2 separate regions of the Mus musculus genome follow, and region 2 is linked to region 1. Evidence: chromatin contacts called from public Hi-C data. All regions are on one chromosome and are shown on one strand. The core of a region is the stretch at or near the end of the contact, and the rest is flanking DNA. Distances in the headings are between cores, read along the strand shown.

Region 1 (5,502 bases), core at 805-3,304:
CGGCAGTTGCAGTCCAGTCCACCCAGCAGATGCCACACACAAATCAGAACGGGCAGTTCAAACCAGAAGAAACCAAGAGGCTCACCCACTGGCCCACGTCCACCAAAGCGGCCAGAAGCCTCAGGAACCTCATGAAAAGCTCTCTGGTGAGTTCCTTTCTAGTGTGTCACTACAGGCGAAGCTCAGCCACACGACGTAAGGTGAACCAATACCTGCATGTTGTCAGCAAAGAACAGCAAGGCGGAGCAATGCTGGGGCTCCCCCTGTCTGTGGGGTCATATTTATATTCTTTCTAAACATCACTCATCCTTTCACGAGTTGGCTATAGTAAAACATCCTTTCACCTGTGTCTGCTTCAGCGAAACTCCATTATCACCCGAGTCTCCAAAGAAACCAGAAATTTCCACTTTAACAGGGTCTCTTCACTGGTCTGTGAATGAGCAGTCAAGCTGTCCAGTAAGCCCAGGGTTCTCCCAGCCCCCATCTGCCAGTGCTGACATTACAGCACCCACCACTGTACCTCGCTTTCATGTGGATTCTAGGTGTCTTGCTCAGATTCTAAAGCTTTTGAGGCAAATACTGTACCAGTTGGGCTCTCTCGCCATCTAGCTTAGAAAAAAAAAAAAAAAAAGACTTAATACTTTCTTATCCTCATTTATCAACATGAAAGTACCAAATGGGTATGTCTTTGGGTTGAATTGTATTAATTTTACAAATTGCTATTTGAGATTCTGAATTACGTTTCATAAAACAAAAACAAAAAATCATTCAATGAATTTTGGCTTGAGATGATGACAGAATGTCTATCTATTAGGAAGTGGCCCTAAACAGACTCCTACCATTCTGTACTATGCATTTACGTGGCGTGTTTTTCTCAGCACTGATGACTACAAAATCAAAGCATCATTATCAGTCACCTCTAAAACGCTTTCAAAATGCTGAGTGTCCTGCAGACTCAATATCCAACCAACTTAATATTCTTTACGTAAAATACACACATTTCATTAGTTTGCAAATTTCTTTCTGTCTTTAACAAATGACAAAATTACATATATATACCATTTTAAAAGTTTTCTTTATGATTTACCATCATCATCATAACATCAGATTTGTATACCCGCTGTATATACCAATACACCTGGATCACATAAAATTCCCAGACATAAAATATGAGAGTAGAAGACTTCTGGTTTAGAACACCAGGCAGATAGTGGTAACATGGAGGATGGCTGGTCTTGTGGGGACAGGCAAGAGGGAGAGCATGTCCCACGTGCTATGTGGATATAAGGAGTGTCTACCTCTACCACGGGGCACTTTCTAAGGGAGAGGACACCAGCCAGCTCTTGCAGGATGAGCAGACATGCTCATGTGAGAAGGCTCTCTCCTGAATGCCTGTTTGGAGAATTCTTGCTCATCCTGGGGACTCAGCGTGGGTTTCCTCCTCTGCTCTCTGCTTTCCCTCACTAAGGTTTAAGATAAAGAATCTGTGTCTGACCTGGTCTCCGAGTCCAAGCCAGAGAGTGGGAAGGAGGTACCAGCAGAGATAATGCTGTGTGCAAAGATGCAGAGGCCAGCGGAGGCAGCCTGGGTGACAGAGCCTTGTGGCCTGTGTATGTGTGTCCGTAAGATTGCATCTAAACAACACAGCAATTGAAAACAAAACTTTTTTTTTAAAGTTTCCATTTGAGTATCTGGCCCTAAACAAATACAGTCTAGTGGTCTGACTACAGCTGGGTATTATATAATCTCCTTCAAGTGGCCTGGGAGTGGGGGAGTGCCCCGTGAATCTGCATAGATACTTTAAGCTTAACCTTTAAAACTCACTCTTGCAAGTATCTGAGACTCAAGCCATGGCCAGGGTTTTGATCATGCGCCTCTTTCCCCTTCCAATAAACACCTTGTACACTTTGCCAAGCTTTCTGTGGGCAGGATTTACAGATCTGTGACTCACCCAAGAAAGCCAGGGAACATGAAAAGATGTCTCTGGAGAGAACTATGCAGGACCGGCTGGGAGAGGTCAGCGCCTCCACCGAGCAGGACAGCCTCCCACAGCTTTTCCTAATAAACAAGTTTCCAGGCCCCTTTGAATTCTTGGAGGGGAGAGGAGCATCCGCACCCTCAGCGCATCCTCAGCGAGGGGAGGGAGGAAGATTATGGGCAGGGACCACATGGGCCTGGTCCTCACATGGGAGTGAATGGATCTGGGAAGACACAGAGCCAGGAGGTGACTGGCACCCGGGGTCACAGCTGCTGACAGCCAACCATGCATCCATCCATTTATCCATCCATCCATCCACCCATCATAGGTCACTTGCTGTTTGCCAGGCTCTGGCTCAGACCTGTGTCGTAAAGCTCTGAGAGGCCCATGTGTCTCAGGTGGCCAATAAGTTAGAACAGGAGCTGGAACTGCTGCTTCCTAGGCCCCAGTCTGTCCAGGCTCCCCTGTTATTTGGGTGGGTCCTGGATCTTTCAGCAGGGTTCTGGCCTGAGGTCTGGACCAGAGCTTCCTAACTGCACAGACCAGGGTACCATGGTAACAGCCAGGATGTTTTCTGGGGCCAAGGGCCTCCAGTTCATTTGGAACTTGAGGGATTTTCATGGGATTCTCCCCCAGTGTGTGTCCAGCATTTAGTACATATGATCTGAATTAACTCTCTTTGCAATCTGCGCAAAAGTCAGTTCTGTTGCCTTGGCTTTCCAGACCACAGCGACTCCCGGAGGTCACAGATCCTGCCAGAAATCACATAGACCGTCAAGTATTTGATCTTAACTTCCTAGGTGAGAGGGCACTCCAAATCTCCTCTCCCGTTTACTCGGGCACTGAAAGCTTCTGAAGACCAAATGTGTCTGAGCGTGTGTGTGGTTACCTGCAGCTATGTGCGTATATGAAGTCACAGGTGAGTTGGTTTTGTGAGTGTGGGTGTGTGGGCAAGCATGTTCAAAGGAGAAGGTGAGTGTTTGAGCAGATGACCTCGAGGGTGGCTAGCAGGACCTCGAGGGTGGCTGAACGCTCCTGTTCTGTCATGTACCTCACAAGGAACAGCAGCCAAAAGCCGACACTAGAGTCCCAGTAGGGTGGCAAAGAGTCTGGAGAGCGTGAGATGATTGAAGCCCTGCAGGGAAGACACATTTCCCCCATGATGTATTCGATAATGGCTGCCAGGAAGCTTGGGACAAACTTGGAGGAACCGCCTAAACGGATGAGCTCTGAGGAGATAGATAGTGCCATTAACTGAGTTCTTACGATGTGCTAAGTGTTTGGCAGATGTGAAAGCATGCAATCCTCAGACCACTGCAGGGACAGGGACAGGCTGTGATTTTACACATTGAATGAGGAGCACGGTTCAGAGAGGTTCTGGAGCTCACCAAGGCAACCCAGCCCATTGATGAGTGTTATAACCTTGAATCGGGGGATCTGCTTCCCAGTGACTTGGCTAAGACCTTTTGGCTAAGACATTTTTTGAGGGGGTGCACAGTCAGTAAATTGATCGATTCCAGAAAGCTTCAGGGGAGCAACAGAGCAACTTAGGGAGAAGTCCCACCAGGTCTATTGAAATGGAGAAGGCAGGGGAAGAGAAGGAAAGGCCATTGCCATCTGCTGATAAGACAGCAGGGGGCGCTACGCATGACTTCCTGTGGAGCATCAAGTAGCTGGAGTCTGAAGACTGAGCCCTGAGAACTGGTGGGCACATACATCTTTGTAACAGCTAAGAAGGTATCTGGAGAGCTTGTGGATGCACATTTAACTGGGAGGCTATTTGTAAATGCCTCTCAACATTTATCCCAACCTCAGGACCCAGCTGTTCCCTTTGAACCCTCCCATTGTAAAGTCAGTCAGGAAGCTGGTGCTCCGGGATGAAGAACAGGTGCAGCCTGGAAGACTGATGGCCAGGGAATCCCATCAGACCACAGGGGAGAAAACTCAACCACATTTCCCAGCTTCTCCACTGTCCCTCAGGGATCCTAAGAGACCTGCTATCAGGACACCCAGGTAAGCTGGAGTTTAGATCTGATCTCAGGGCTGATCATTATTTCCACGGATGCGGATGAACTTTCTCAGAGAAGTGCAGCCTCCAACATGATGCCGCCACAGAAGAGATCATCAGAGCTGTGCCAAGAGCCCACAAGCCCAGTGATGACCTCCGGTCCTCTGCGGGAAGCTGGAGCTGTCCACAAGTTTCCACCAAGAAGTGTGAGAAGTCGGACCTATGCGGGGCTGCCTCCATGGGAGAGATGCTCCCACACACTAAGGAAGACGCAGCAGGTCCGGTTCCTCAGCATCACTGAGGAAAGGTGGGCCAAGACATTCTAGGGGTCCCAAAGGGTACAGAGTTGGAGACCCAAGTCTCTGAGCAGAAGATAAGAGGGACGAGGAAACACCCAGGCTTCTGTCTGACCTTTCTCAAGCCCTTCCTTTCACCAACAGACCCATCACTGTCTGTTAACTCCTCAGAGCCATCTTGGAAAGAAATGCCTAAAGAAACCACTAGCGCTTCCTGGAAAAGCACTTGCCTAACTGCTCAGCTCAGCTCCCTCCTTCCCATCATCATTAGATAGATATATTATAGGAATTAGGAGAATGCCTCATTTGGGGCTTAGTCACATGTCTAAGACTTAAATGGTTGGTCATGCCTCAAGGTTCAGCCAAGAACCCCCCTGGCTGAAGTCACTGTCACCTGTGTAAGTCTACCTGCTGTCCCTAGGGACCATTGCTGTGAACACCCAAGATAGCGTGCCTCTTAATGCCCCATTTCTCCCTTCGAGTGGGAGCTGTTCAAACTGTAAGATAAAGGGTGAAAAAACCCCACCAATTTCTGAACAGGAACTGTAACACTTGGGCTGGAGAAAGCTTTCCCCTGCAGAAGAGCTATAACACTTCTTTCTGAAGGGGAACCCTTTCTCTTCAAAGCTGCAACATTTACACGGACCCAGGCCCCTTATCCTTTCGTTCAATCCCAAGACCCCTGCCAAAGCCAGGTGTGCCTCTTCCCCAGCTGTGGGGTGAGGATGGGAGAGAAGGTGGGTGCCTTCTCCAGCTAGCCTCGCTTAGCTGCCGTCCTCATAGGACAGGTGTGTGGAATCGTTGCCCGATGCATGGCAGTCAGAGCCTGGTAGACAGTCTTAACTCACCTTTGACGTTTTAGCTTTGGAGCTGCAAGTAACTAAAAGTGATTCTTGAAAACCTGGCCATGTAGCAGGAAGATGATGGCCCTGAGTGTGGGTGGCATCCGTGCCCTGTGGCGAGATCTTGGTCTGGATACAAAGGAGAAAAGGAGCTGAGCTCTAGCCTTCATCTCTGTCTGCCTCGTGACTGCAACGGGACCAGCTGCCTCCCAACCCTGCAGCCCAAAGCCAGTTTAACAACCACCAAGGATCAAAGCTCTTTCCGGGCATCTATTTCTTACTCTCCATGATAGCGTTTATCCACTCCATGCATGTTGCCTCACAGCTACAATATGGCAACCAGAATTTAGATATTCTTGTTCTCACAATTTCCTACAG
Region 2 (5,502 bases), core at 2,108-4,607, 190 kb before region 1:
CTCCCTCGTTGTCTCTGACTTTAACTCAGGCTTTCTGTTTTACTTTTGATGATTAGACTAATGTCTCTTGGTCTTGTTTTCTTTGAAAGAACAAACTCTGTTTCTTTGGTCCTTTGTATTATTCTTTTTGTTTCTATTTTATTAGTTTCTGCTTTGATTTTTAATTTAATTTTTCTTTATATATGTGTGTGTGTGTGTGTGTGTGTGTGTGTGTGTTTGTGCATGCAAATGGGCATGCATGTATGTGTACATGTGTGGAGGCAAAGGGTTAATTTTGATGTCTTCCTCATTTACTCTCTACCATATTGTTTGAGACAGGGTCTCTCCTTGAACCTGGAGCTAGTGGATTTTGTTAGGTTGGCTGGCCAGAGCACTACAGTGGAATTGTTGTCTCTGATTTCCTGGTGCTCAGATTATAAATACATGCCACAGTGCTTGCCTTTCCACAGATTCTGGGGATCCAAACTCAAGTCTTCATGTTTGGGTGGCAAGCACTTTAAGGACTGAGCCATCAAGTTTTATTACTTATTTCTTTATAATAATTTTGAATTTGTTTTGTTTTTCTAGTGTTTTGAGATGCATCATTAAGTTATTTATTTGAGTTCTTTCTCTAACTTTTTAAATTTACAACCATAAAGTCCTCTCTTAAGATGGCCATTGCTACATCCCAAAGATTCTGGTAGGCTGTGTTTTGATTTTCATTTTCATGTTGGGAGCAATATATTTTCTTGTATATAGAAGTGGGGGCTTCTCTTAGGATCTCAATTCTTGCTGCCATTCAGGAAGGCAGTAAGAATACCATTGAACAAACGAACTCAATATTTAAATATAGTAATAAGTATTGGAAAAAGCATCTACCTCCCACCCTCATGAGAAGCAAATAAGGGAGATAATTGACATGTGCTAAACTTGGGGATTAAAACTTGAGGTCTCTGTGAAAAGCAGGATGGCCTATTCTTTGTGGTTTGGATATAAGTAGCCTCCCAAAAGACTCAAATGTTGAAGATTGGGTCCTAAGGTAGAGGCCATATTGAGAGGTTATAGCATGACATTATCAAGAGGCAGTGCCTCAGAAGAAGTGGGTCACCAGCAATTGGGGACATACCCTGGAAAGCTAGACTTTGTTTCCAGCCTCATCTCTCTCTTCTTTCTGTCTGCCTTGAGGGCAGCTGCTTTAGCAATGGATCCAGCTGGCCATAAACCAAACCTGAAGTGCAGCTAAGATAGGTCTGTCCTCCTGTCTGTAGTTTATGTCAAGATCCTGTCACAGTGATGACAAGTCCAATCAGAACTCCTGCATACCTACTGTGAGCTTTCATAAATTCCTGGGATTCCTCTGTTTATAGCATGGAGTCTGAGCTGTGGTTATCAGACTAGTGTTGATGTCTTCCTTAAGTATGTGAGATCAAATGATGCAGAGACCTAGCTATGTAGTCATCCTTGCATGGAGCCTGCAGCTGGCGAAGTCTATGGATTGGATTATGCTCGAGTCCTGTTCCTGCACCATGAAGATGCTGTATGTTCCACTGGCCTTGCACTTGCTGTAGTTTTACTGGCTTTCTGGACAACCTACCTGGTCCATCCTCTCTGAGCCCTGCTTGCAGGATCACCATCATCTGATCATCTGTGTCTGTATGAGTTCTTATCACCACCATGAAGCACCCCACAGAAACAACTTCAGGGTGGACTGTGTTGGTTCACAGCTTCAGAGAGATTCAGACCAGCATTTCAGGGAAGGCATGACAGAGCTCATGGGGATGCTATTATGTGGGTGTCTGTGGTGGCAAGGGTTCATGTGACACAGATTAAGTAGCAGAGAGAGCAGGCCAGAACCCAAACTTGGCATCACATCTTCAAAGTCTTTTCCCCTACTAACCTGCTTCTGCCAAAGAGGCCCTCCCCGCTTCCTGGAGGATATAGAGCAATCAGCATAGTGTCCCAACCTGGAGGCTGCAGACATGAGCCAGTGGGGGACATTTCAGATTCAATCTGTAAGTGGGGGGGGGGCTCTAAACTCAGGCTTTTCAAAGGTTGTGCTCTCTGTTTGCAGTGCTCAGGGCCTCCCTGGCCCCAACCTTGTCTCATGGACAGCCACTGTAACTCATTCCCTTTAGAAATCCTAATTCCAAAAAGCCAGGTTCTTAATTGTTTTGCTGGTCACTCTTGAACCAGTGACCACCTTGGTCTGGTTAGCTGGGACCAGGCTGCTGGAACCACAGGGCCCACACTATGGCCCAGGCAGGAGAGGGCCTGATTGGTAGAGGCTCTCAGGAGGAGGAGGGACTGGCCTGTGTCTCTAGCCACAGACATCCCTTAGCACATGGTCTCAGGCTGTTCTTGATGCTCCTGGATCCTTGGCTACTTGATGAAAGTAGGGCCCGTGTATCATTTGCGTCTTGATCTTGAATGCCTGACCCATGTGGCCTGAGAACTGGGATGTGGATTCCTGTGGGGTGGGGGCAGGTTCTCAAATCATCTCCTCGGTTGCCTCTTCAGACCGAAGGGTCCCATTTTGGTGGTGTGAGGTTCACTGCTGGTCTGCAAAGCTCAGGTCTGGGAAGTGTCTACAAGTGTTTGGTGGTCCCTATTGCTCAGGAAAATCTCTCTGAGTGGACATTGCAAAGTGTTTCTAGGTGTCACAGCTTTTGCCTGCCTGTGACTGCACTGGGGACAGAAACCACTGGTCTCCAGCCCTGGCTCTCACAAAGATGGCCACATTTCTCAGAGGCCCAGTCCCCGGGGTCTACCTACACTCAGGGAAGGAAGTGTACCTGCTGCTCACACTGGCATTGATCCTGTCCTCCTGCCTCACGACCCCAGCCGTGGGAAGGGAATGGGAGATCTCTCCCCACCACATGCAGCTGCTCCTGGACACCGCTTGGTGAGGGGGACCTGGTCATGCATGGCCCTTTGCTGCTTCTCCTTGTAGTCTTCAAGATCTGAAGTTGATTCCTTTGAAGGGCTGAGGATGTTTTATAGTCTCCTCTGAGGGTGTTGGGTGGAGAGGGGTGACATGGCATTGTGGAAAGGACCAGAATATCCAGGGTTTGAACCTGGGCTCTTGAAGGCTCAGGCAGGCCCCAGCACACTCCTCTCAGAGTTTTGCTTTCTTCCCCTAAGAGTTTCTACCTAGAGGAGTCCCAGAAGTAGCCTGGGAGACACCTTGTATACTCAGGTTTTGGAGGTCAGTAAATTAGTATAGCCCTTCTCTTAGGAGAATGGGAAGGCTCCTCTCTGAGTCTCTTAAGCTACAAGGTGACCTCACCCTGTTATTCTACTTCAGGGTCCTGGTTGGGAGATACAGTCATACTGGGTCCGAGGGCCAATCAACAAATGCTCAGGGAACTGGCCTCTACAGGGTCACTGGCTCCGGGAGCTCCAGGTGACTTCTACAGAAAGAAGGGAGCCTTAGAAAGGCTGAAGCACACCAGCAGGCACACAGTGAGACTGCTGGGGGGAATGGCACTGCAGAAACAGCTGGAACGCATGGAAAAGCTATGAAGTTCGAAGGTAATGGGAGGGGGGGCAGTTCAGTGGTGCAGAAGGAGTCAAGGCAGGGGAGAGCCCTGTCCTGTGGGTGGATAGGGGCTGCAGCACCATGGTAGTGCTTCTTTCATTCTATAGGAACAGAAAGCTGGAGCATGTGAGGTCAGGAGAGTGCTTGCCATGACCCAAGACCAGAGAGCAGGGAGCCAGAGCAGCTCCACAGCAGTGGGAAGGGAGGGTGCAAAGAATACAAGGAAACTTGGCATGGCTGTGTGAGCAGAGATGGGACACAGATGGTCAGCTGAAGGAAAGCCCACACTTTGGGTCTGTGTGTGTGTGTGTGTGTGTGTGTGTGTGTGTGTGTGTGTGTATCTGTCTGTCTGTCTGTGTGTGTAGCCCTGACAGGACCAGGAAGTGAATGAGTGGGTCAGTTGCAGCGAGGCCTTGCCTGTGGGCTGAAGGCGGTCTGGTTGATCTCTATACTGCCACTGGGGCTGAGCAGAGTCCCATGGGGTGACACTGTGGTCTGGCATGGGGGTCACTCTGACAGGACTTTCATGGCTGTACCGTATTAGCTGGTTAATCTTAAGGAGCAGTTCTTTCCCTTCCTGGGCCTGACTAAACCAGCCTCCTGCCAGTGACTTTGAAATGGTCCAGTTGAGTGGAAGAGGAAAGAGAGGGAGAAGCCATGGGTGGATGGAGTGCCAGTTGCTCACCCCCACCCATCTCACAGGCTGCATCTCTCGGGACCTTATCCAGCTGGCTTTGGGGCCAGTGCTATCCCAGTTCTCCCATCCTCCACAAGGATTCACACTCCATCCTGTGTTATTGGAGGTGCCTGGTGGCCTTGAGGTGGCTGCTCCCACTCCCTATCGGCTGTTGACATACGAGTGCCCTAGTAAGGAAAATATTTTCATTCTTGTGTAACAGCACTCTCAGGCCGCTTAATCGTATTTTTCCTTTGTCTTTAAAAACAAGCTCCTGTGTGGTTTCCTGTCTTTTTGCTGTTCTAAGGCTGTTCTAGGACTAAGCTGTGCTCGTTGATACTTGGTTTTTCACTGGGTTGCTGCCCTTGACTTCTTTACCTGGGACAATGGCTGAGCCCACTCATGTGCCTCAAACCACATGTGACACTTCATGGACAGAGGTTGCCTGTCATCCTCACTTCTACTCTGGGATGGGGATATTGCTTTATTTTGCAAGAGAAAATGGCATCCAGAGAATTAAGAGCCCTGCCCAAGGCTACATAGCCTTGGGAAGCCCAGGGCCTGAAATGGAAATCCAAGCTAGTAGGTTCTCCAAAACAGCTTGTAATATGCTAATAAAACATATCTGCTCATATCCTGTTCCTATTGGTATCGTATCCCAATACCAACATGATGTGATGAACTCAGCCAGTCCATTAGAACTTCTCTGGGCATGACAGCCAGTTGTAAGTAAGTAGGATTTGAAATAATAGATTGTTGACTGATTGTACAAGCCTTTGGCCAGTTCTTTGAGTGGCATGCTACATGCAGAACATAATTGTCCTTTCTGCTGTACTGGGCTCTGATGGGGCTCAAAAGAGGCATGCTTGCTGCTTGGCCTTGATCCCATGAGGTGAAGCTCAATGCTAACACATAGAAGAAACTGAGAAGATGTTTACTAGAGTACTGGGGAATCACATGGATAGGTGGGAAGAATTGATGAGGAAGAGGAGAAAGAGAGGAAGAGGAGGAAGAGGAAGAGAAGGATGCTGTACTTGGTGTGTGGCCTGATGAATCTGCTCCTTTGAGGCAGGCACCTTGCTGGGCCCTGTTGGGCAGGTGGAGATTCAGCTGAGGTGTCTGAAGTGCAGAGCTATAGGCAGAGACTCTGAGTGTGATCACAGGTTTTCCTTTGGCGAGAGCTGAGCCTCTCCTCTTTGGTGGCCTTCCATTCTTCCTGTCCATGCCTAAAAGGGGCTCTGTGGGACACAGTACTCAGGGAAACTCAGCTTCTGGTCCATGAAGGGGGATATCACAGACTCCTGAGTGG

Evidence for each region. Hi-C and Micro-C count contacts between places; a contact is called where the count stands out from the background.
Region 2: a contact with region 1 is called in a Hi-C map of uterus, with 3 times the contacts expected there. The contact joins the promoter of E330023G01Rik here to the enhancer-like site in region 1. A contact is called at or near these places in 1 of 39 promoter capture datasets (the 3T3-L1 cell line), 2 of 15 datasets of contacts at CTCF or cohesin (large pre-B cells and stem cell-derived epiblast-like cells) and 50 of 484 Hi-C or Micro-C datasets (3T3-L1-derived adipocytes, the AML12 cell line, the AtT-20 cell line and 27 more).

Annotation. Positions count from the first base shown.
Region 1 is chr9:98,626,798-98,632,299 of GRCm38.p6, reverse strand. No RefSeq gene overlaps it. Among named protein-coding and RNA genes, the nearest start is that of Mrps22, 28 kb to the right of the region's middle. Within about 2 kb of position 2,054, at least 5 of the 459 cell types and tissues checked have an H3K27ac peak or open chromatin away from gene starts, as enhancers often do. A contact at or near this core is called in uterus, where this site is marked.
Region 2 is chr9:98,817,942-98,823,443 of GRCm38.p6, reverse strand. E330023G01Rik (RIKEN cDNA E330023G01 gene) reads left to right here and starts at 3,357. Exons shown (of 3, transcript NR_045332.1): 1 at 3,357-3,510.